Linked DNA regions of Rattus norvegicus: region 2 is linked to region 1. The links are chromatin contacts, called in public Hi-C maps. All regions are on one chromosome and are shown on one strand. Each heading gives the region's core, a stretch centred on a gene start, on an enhancer-like site or on the middle of the called end of the contact. The rest is flanking DNA. Distances are from core to core; before and after follow the strand shown. Region 1 holds the start of 4930402F06Rikl (RIKEN cDNA 4930402F06 gene like). Region 2 has its middle 21 kb from the start of Dab2ip.

Region 1 (2,882 bases), core at 171-2,670:
ACTGAATAAAATTGTCAGTTGAGCCAATAAGAGATCAAATAAAATGTCAGTGTTAATTATCTTACACGAAAACGAGGGAGATAATTGAGAAAATACCTGAAGAAAATATCTGACCTAAAAGATCATTATTAAGGAGTCTAGCTGGGGCTGGAGAGATGGCTCAGTGGTTAAGAACACTGGCTGTTCTTCCAGAGGTCCTGAGTTCAATCCCAGCAGCAATGTGGTATCTTGCAACTATATCGATTATGGGGTCTGATGTCCTCTCTGTCGTGTAGGCACACATGCAAATACAGCACTCATATACAAAAATGAATAAATCCTTTTTTAAAAGTTTAGCATGTATACACTGCTTTGATAGATAAATTGGAATTGGCCAACAAGATGGCTCAGTCAGTAAGGGTGCTTGCTACTGAGTCTGAGGACCTGAGTTTAGTGACTGGGACCCACATGGTAAAACAAGAGAACTGATTCCCTCATGTTGTCCTATGTCCACTACAGGGGACCACCACATAAGTAAATATGCTAAAACAAATTTAATTCAGCAGAAAATGGAGCAGAAATCAAAATTTAACCAAATTTTTCCAAATGGGATTTATAAGAAAATGATTATCATAAAAGCTTAAGAAATTTAAAAAATCCCAGACAACAAGAATACAAAACCCAAACCAAAACAATGTCAAAATAAAAACCACACACCCAGAGCAAATTGTTCCACCAGCAATCATTTCCAAGCTTCCCAGACTTAGAGTGATGCAGGAAGCTTTGGAAACTCTCAGTGCCTAAGTCCTACAAGAGGCCAGCTGAACAACAGGAATCTTTGGGATGAGCCCCAGATGTGAATATTCTCAATCCAGGAAATTCCAAAGGGCAGCCAATTGTGAATTGTGAATAAATGGTGTGTCCCCTGCCACTAAGAAAGACAAAAACCCCCTTGGGTTGCCTTTGAATTCTGGAGGCGGTCTTCCACAAGCAGAAATGTCCGACTGTTTCCTGTCCATCTAATACACACACACACACACACACACACACACACACACACACACAGCAGTGAGCTTCCCGAGAAACCCTGGAGGAAGTCTTCAAGTGGTCCCTGCTATTGGCGTCTTACCTTCCCCAGTGGAGGCTGGTGACCACTGTGACCTCCGTGTCCTTGAGATGTCCTTTGAGATGGATGGAGAAGGTAGTCGAAGCTCACTTTGAACACTTGAAGCAAGGACCACTGAATTCCAGATCACCTCTCAGTGTGTGCTGTGTTGCTACCACAAAGTACCAGAGGCTGGATTCTTTACAAAGAGAAAAAAAATGTGGCCTCCAGCTCCAAACATCCAAGAGCATTTCAACAGAATCCACTCCACTTCTGGTGAAAACCCTGTGGCCGTAAACCAGAGGCACTTTTGTGTAGAGGTCTGAGAGGTGGGCGGGTGGGGGAGGAGTTGCCAAGCTTGCTAACAACCATGTCACAGAAGCCCATCTCCAGAGCGACAGCTCACTCACAGAAAAGCATTCATCCCTATTCAATGCCTAACACACTGCCCACTGGCCCAAACCTCAATGTGAGCTTCTTGGGAGAGAACCATACCTCAACCATGCCATACCTTCAAACAGTAGCACCCTGTGACCACATAAGCACCGTGTCTCTCCTTTAAGTGAGCATTAAGATTATCCCCTCATTCCCATATGCATTTTGTATTAATTGTGGTATATGTAGGCTTGATTTTAGCTTATTGTTAATTTTACAGACTGCACAGCACATCTGCAACAGCACTGTCCACCCCACGGATGACCACTGCCAACCTCACCGATGGCCACTGCCAACCTCACCGATGGCCACGGTCCACCCCAGCCCATGGTCACTGTCCACACCACCAATGGTCACTGTGCACCCCAAGTCATGTGCACTGTCCACCTCACAGATGACCACTGTCCACCCCATCCCATGGCCACTGTCCACTTCACCAATGGCCAATGTCCACCCCACAAGTGACCACTGTCCTCTCACAGATGGTCACTGTCCACCACACCCATGGCCACTGTCCACCCCATCCCATGGCCACTGTCGACCCCACAAATGGCCGGTGTCCACTTCACCGATTGCCAAAGTCCACCCCACAAGGCCACTGTTGACCCCAACACATGTCCACTGTCCACCCCACTAATGCGCACTGACCTTCCCACACATGGCCACTGTCCACCCCACTGGTGGCCACTGTCCACCACACATGATCACTGGCCACCAAACCAATGGCCACTGTCACCCCACTGATGGCCACTGTCCACCTCACTGGTGGCCACCCTCCACCCCACTGGTGGCCACCCTCCACCCCACCAATGGCCACTGTCCTCTTACTCTTCCTACATAAAATCCAGAGCTCAGTTATATGAATTCCCACTAATGGACACCAGAGGTCAGGATTTCCAAGGAGAACCGGTTTCTGAAGTGATTATATTCTCTTTGGTGCTATTGAAGGTAGCAGTATGTGTAGACGGGGTGTTAATTCTTCATATAAGTGGAACTAGCTCTGTAGCTTAGTAGGCATAGTGTGGGGTGGACAGTGGCCATCGGTGGGGTGGACAGTGGCCATGGGTTGGGGTGGACAGTGGTCAACAGTTGTTTTCTGTTAGTGAAACCTTAAATAATGTCACACCAGTGGCCCCAACATTGGCTCTAATCACATTTCTTGAGATGGGGTGAAGGTTGCCACCCCGTGTAGTATAAATCACTTAGCTGTGTCCTTGTATCCACCCTCTTCATGCCAGTTGCATGCACACTCACGAACCAGTTAGGACAGGCAAAAATGCAGACAATGCCATTGCCAAATGGCTGGGAGGGCTGGGAAGGAAGTGATTCCCAAGCTGAGCCACTGATGAGTACAAATAGGACA
Region 2 (2,882 bases), core at 163-2,662, 160 kb after region 1:
CACAACACACACAAACACACACAGACACACACACAGACACACACAAGACACACAGACACACAACACACACAACACACACACAACACACACAGACACACACACACAAACACACACAGACACACACACAGACACACACACACAAGACACACACACAGACACACACAGACACCACACACCACACACACACCACACACCACACACACAACACACACACACAGACACACACACAGACACACACACAGATGCATACACACACAGACACACACACACATACACACACACAACACACATAGACACACAACACACACACACAGACACACACACACATACACAGACACATTCTTACCTAAGACATTTATACACACGCTTACCTAACTAAAACAATTATACACACACACTTAACTAAAACTCTCTCTCTCTCTCTCTCACTCACACACACACAGACACACACACACACACACTTACCTAAGACATTTATACGCACACACTTACCTAACTAAAACAATTATACACACACACACACACACACACTTAACTAAAACTCTCTCTCTCTCTCTCTCTCTCTCTCTCTCTCTCACACACACACACACACACACACACACACACACACACACACACAGAGGAATATTATTCAGCCTTAGGGAAACACAGCATTCTGATGTTACTACAATGTGGATGAACCTTTGGAATGAGGCAGACAGATTGGTAAATATTGCATGATTTCATTCATGCGAGGTACCCAGAGTTATCATATTTGTAGGCACAGACACTGCCCTTATTAAGCATAATTCTTTTGCTTCCTTGTTTGAGTAAAGCCTCAGGATATAACCTGGCTGGCCTCTAACTCACAGTCCTCCTGCCTTGCTCCAAGGTCAGGCCTGACTTGGTTCAGAACCTTGGTTCACAGCCTTCCTCAGACCCGGACCATTCGGCACTAGCTGTTTGGGCACTTTAATAAACACAAGTCTCTGGGCCTCTTGGCTCCTTGTATGGAGTGGACTCTGCTGTTTCCACACGGTGGGAGGGGAAAGCCCCTTTAAGAGTGGCTTAGGCTTGGCCTGGGTCCTGGGCTCAGGCGGGGAGGACACAGACATTTTCAGCGCCCAGTTCTGCAGCTCTGACCTTGGTCTTTGCTTCAAGCGTTTCCTGTCATGGCAGTGGACCGCTCACTCCACCGGGTAGAGGGACAACACCACCCAGAGGCTTGGAGAAGGTGCTCGGAGGCCCAGTCAGACCAACGTCAACTCTGCAGACTTTGTTCAAACTAAACGTTATCTCGCTACTTCCCGACTTGCAGGCTCCCCGCTGTTCTCTGCCTTCTGTTTCATTTTAAACCAGGGGACAAGTCTCTTTACCTATTTTGGTCTTGGACAGGGAGTCTCCTCCGGTTCCCACCAGGGGGCGCGCGTGGGCCTTGCAAAGACGACCCAAGGATCTCAGGGAAGAAGAGTGGAACCAGAGAGGTAGGGAAGCCTGGGACTTCAAGGATGTCCATAGATGAGGACCCGGTTCTGGAAGGTGTCTTGTCCCTCGGTGTGCTGGTCTAGAAAATGGGCGGAGGACCACTAGAGCAAAGCTTCTCAACTTTTTTTTTTTAAATTAACATGATTTATTCTATTTTTAAAAAGAAATATTTTATTTTTTGGAGAATTTCATGCACGAGTCACCTGGATATCTTCTCTGAAAACAGGCTTTGAGTCAGGGTCTGCGTATGGCCTCAGACACGGCGTTTCTGACTGGCTCCCATGTGGTGTGCTTACCAATTATCCTGGAATTATCTTCAGAGTACCTTCCAGCCTGGACCGCAGGTGAATTTCTGGGCTGGACAGGAAGACCATCTTATCTCCCTTGTCAGGCACCCGTAATTCTAGCACTCAGGAGGTAGAGGCAAGATGACTACGTGAAGTTGGAGGCCAGCCTGGTCTATAGTGAGTTCTAGGTTAGCCTAGGTTATATACCAGGTCTAGGCTACATACATAGCCAGGCCATTTCGAAACATAAACCAACCAGCCCAGTGGTGGTCCATGCTTTTAATCCCAAGACTGGGACAACAGAGGCAGGCAAATCTCTGTGAGTTCGAGCCTGGTCTACAAAGGGAGTTCCAGGACAGCCAAGGGGAACCCTGTCTCGAAAACCCCCAAATCAACCCAACCCAACCCAAACCAAACCAACCAAATAAACGAAAAACCTCAATGCTTCTGCAGAGTGGCCTCCTGTGTCCATACACTCACTCACCATAGGTGTTTACTCGGCCTCTGTGCTGAGCCGCTGCTGTCGCTGAGGAGAGAGACAGGTAAGACTCACACGGGTGCGGGGGAGGAGGCTGCTGTGGGAAGTCTGAGAGGTGCCTGTGCCTAGGTGTGAGGACGGTGGGGAAGAAACAGGCTTTCTTATGTAGTCCAAACAGGTCTGAAGCTCACAGCCATCCTCCTGCCTCAGTTTCCTGAGGGAGATTACAGGCTCATCCACTGTACCGACTGCAAGTTTTTACTAACTTTGAAATTAAAGGAGGGTTTGTGGTGTGGGGGAGCTGTCTCAGGAAAAAAAAAAAAACCCTCCAGCCCCAGCCAAGCCTTCATCAAATAACTAGGACCCTACACAGTATAGCGGGTGCTTGCCAACAATCTTGACGACCCAAATTCAATCCCTAGATCCCACATAGTAGAGAGAACCAAGTCCCACGCTCCTCTCTCTGTACATGTGCTCTGAGGCTCATGTGTGCCCCCACCAACACGCATACACATACAGATGCTCACACATGTACACACACAGATGATAAATAATAAATAAATATAGCTAACAAAACAAAAATGACCACAGCCATACAGACACTTGATGACAAATCCATAAGATACAAGCCAGAATCCCCTAGTGAAGTTGTT

Evidence for each region. Hi-C and Micro-C count contacts between places; a contact is called where the count stands out from the background.
Region 2: a Hi-C map of the A7r5 cell line shows a contact between it and region 1, with 5 times the contacts expected there. The contact joins the enhancer-like site here to the promoter of 4930402F06Rikl in region 1. A contact is called at or near these places in 6 of 12 Hi-C or Micro-C datasets (the A7r5 cell line, the Rat2 cell line, frontal cortex and 3 more).

The regions. Positions count from the first base shown.
Region 1 is chr3:39,125,523-39,128,404 of GRCr8, forward strand. It overlaps 4930402F06Rikl (RIKEN cDNA 4930402F06 gene like), which reads right to left and starts at 1,421. Exons shown (of 7, transcript NM_001037366.2): 1 at 1,109-1,421.
Region 2 is chr3:39,289,914-39,292,795 of GRCr8, forward strand. No RefSeq gene overlaps it. Among named protein-coding and RNA genes, the nearest start is that of Dab2ip, 21 kb to the right of the region's middle. Within about 2 kb of position 1,413, at least 18 of the 93 cell types and tissues checked have an H3K27ac peak or open chromatin away from gene starts, as enhancers often do. A contact at or near this core is called in the A7r5 cell line, where this site is marked.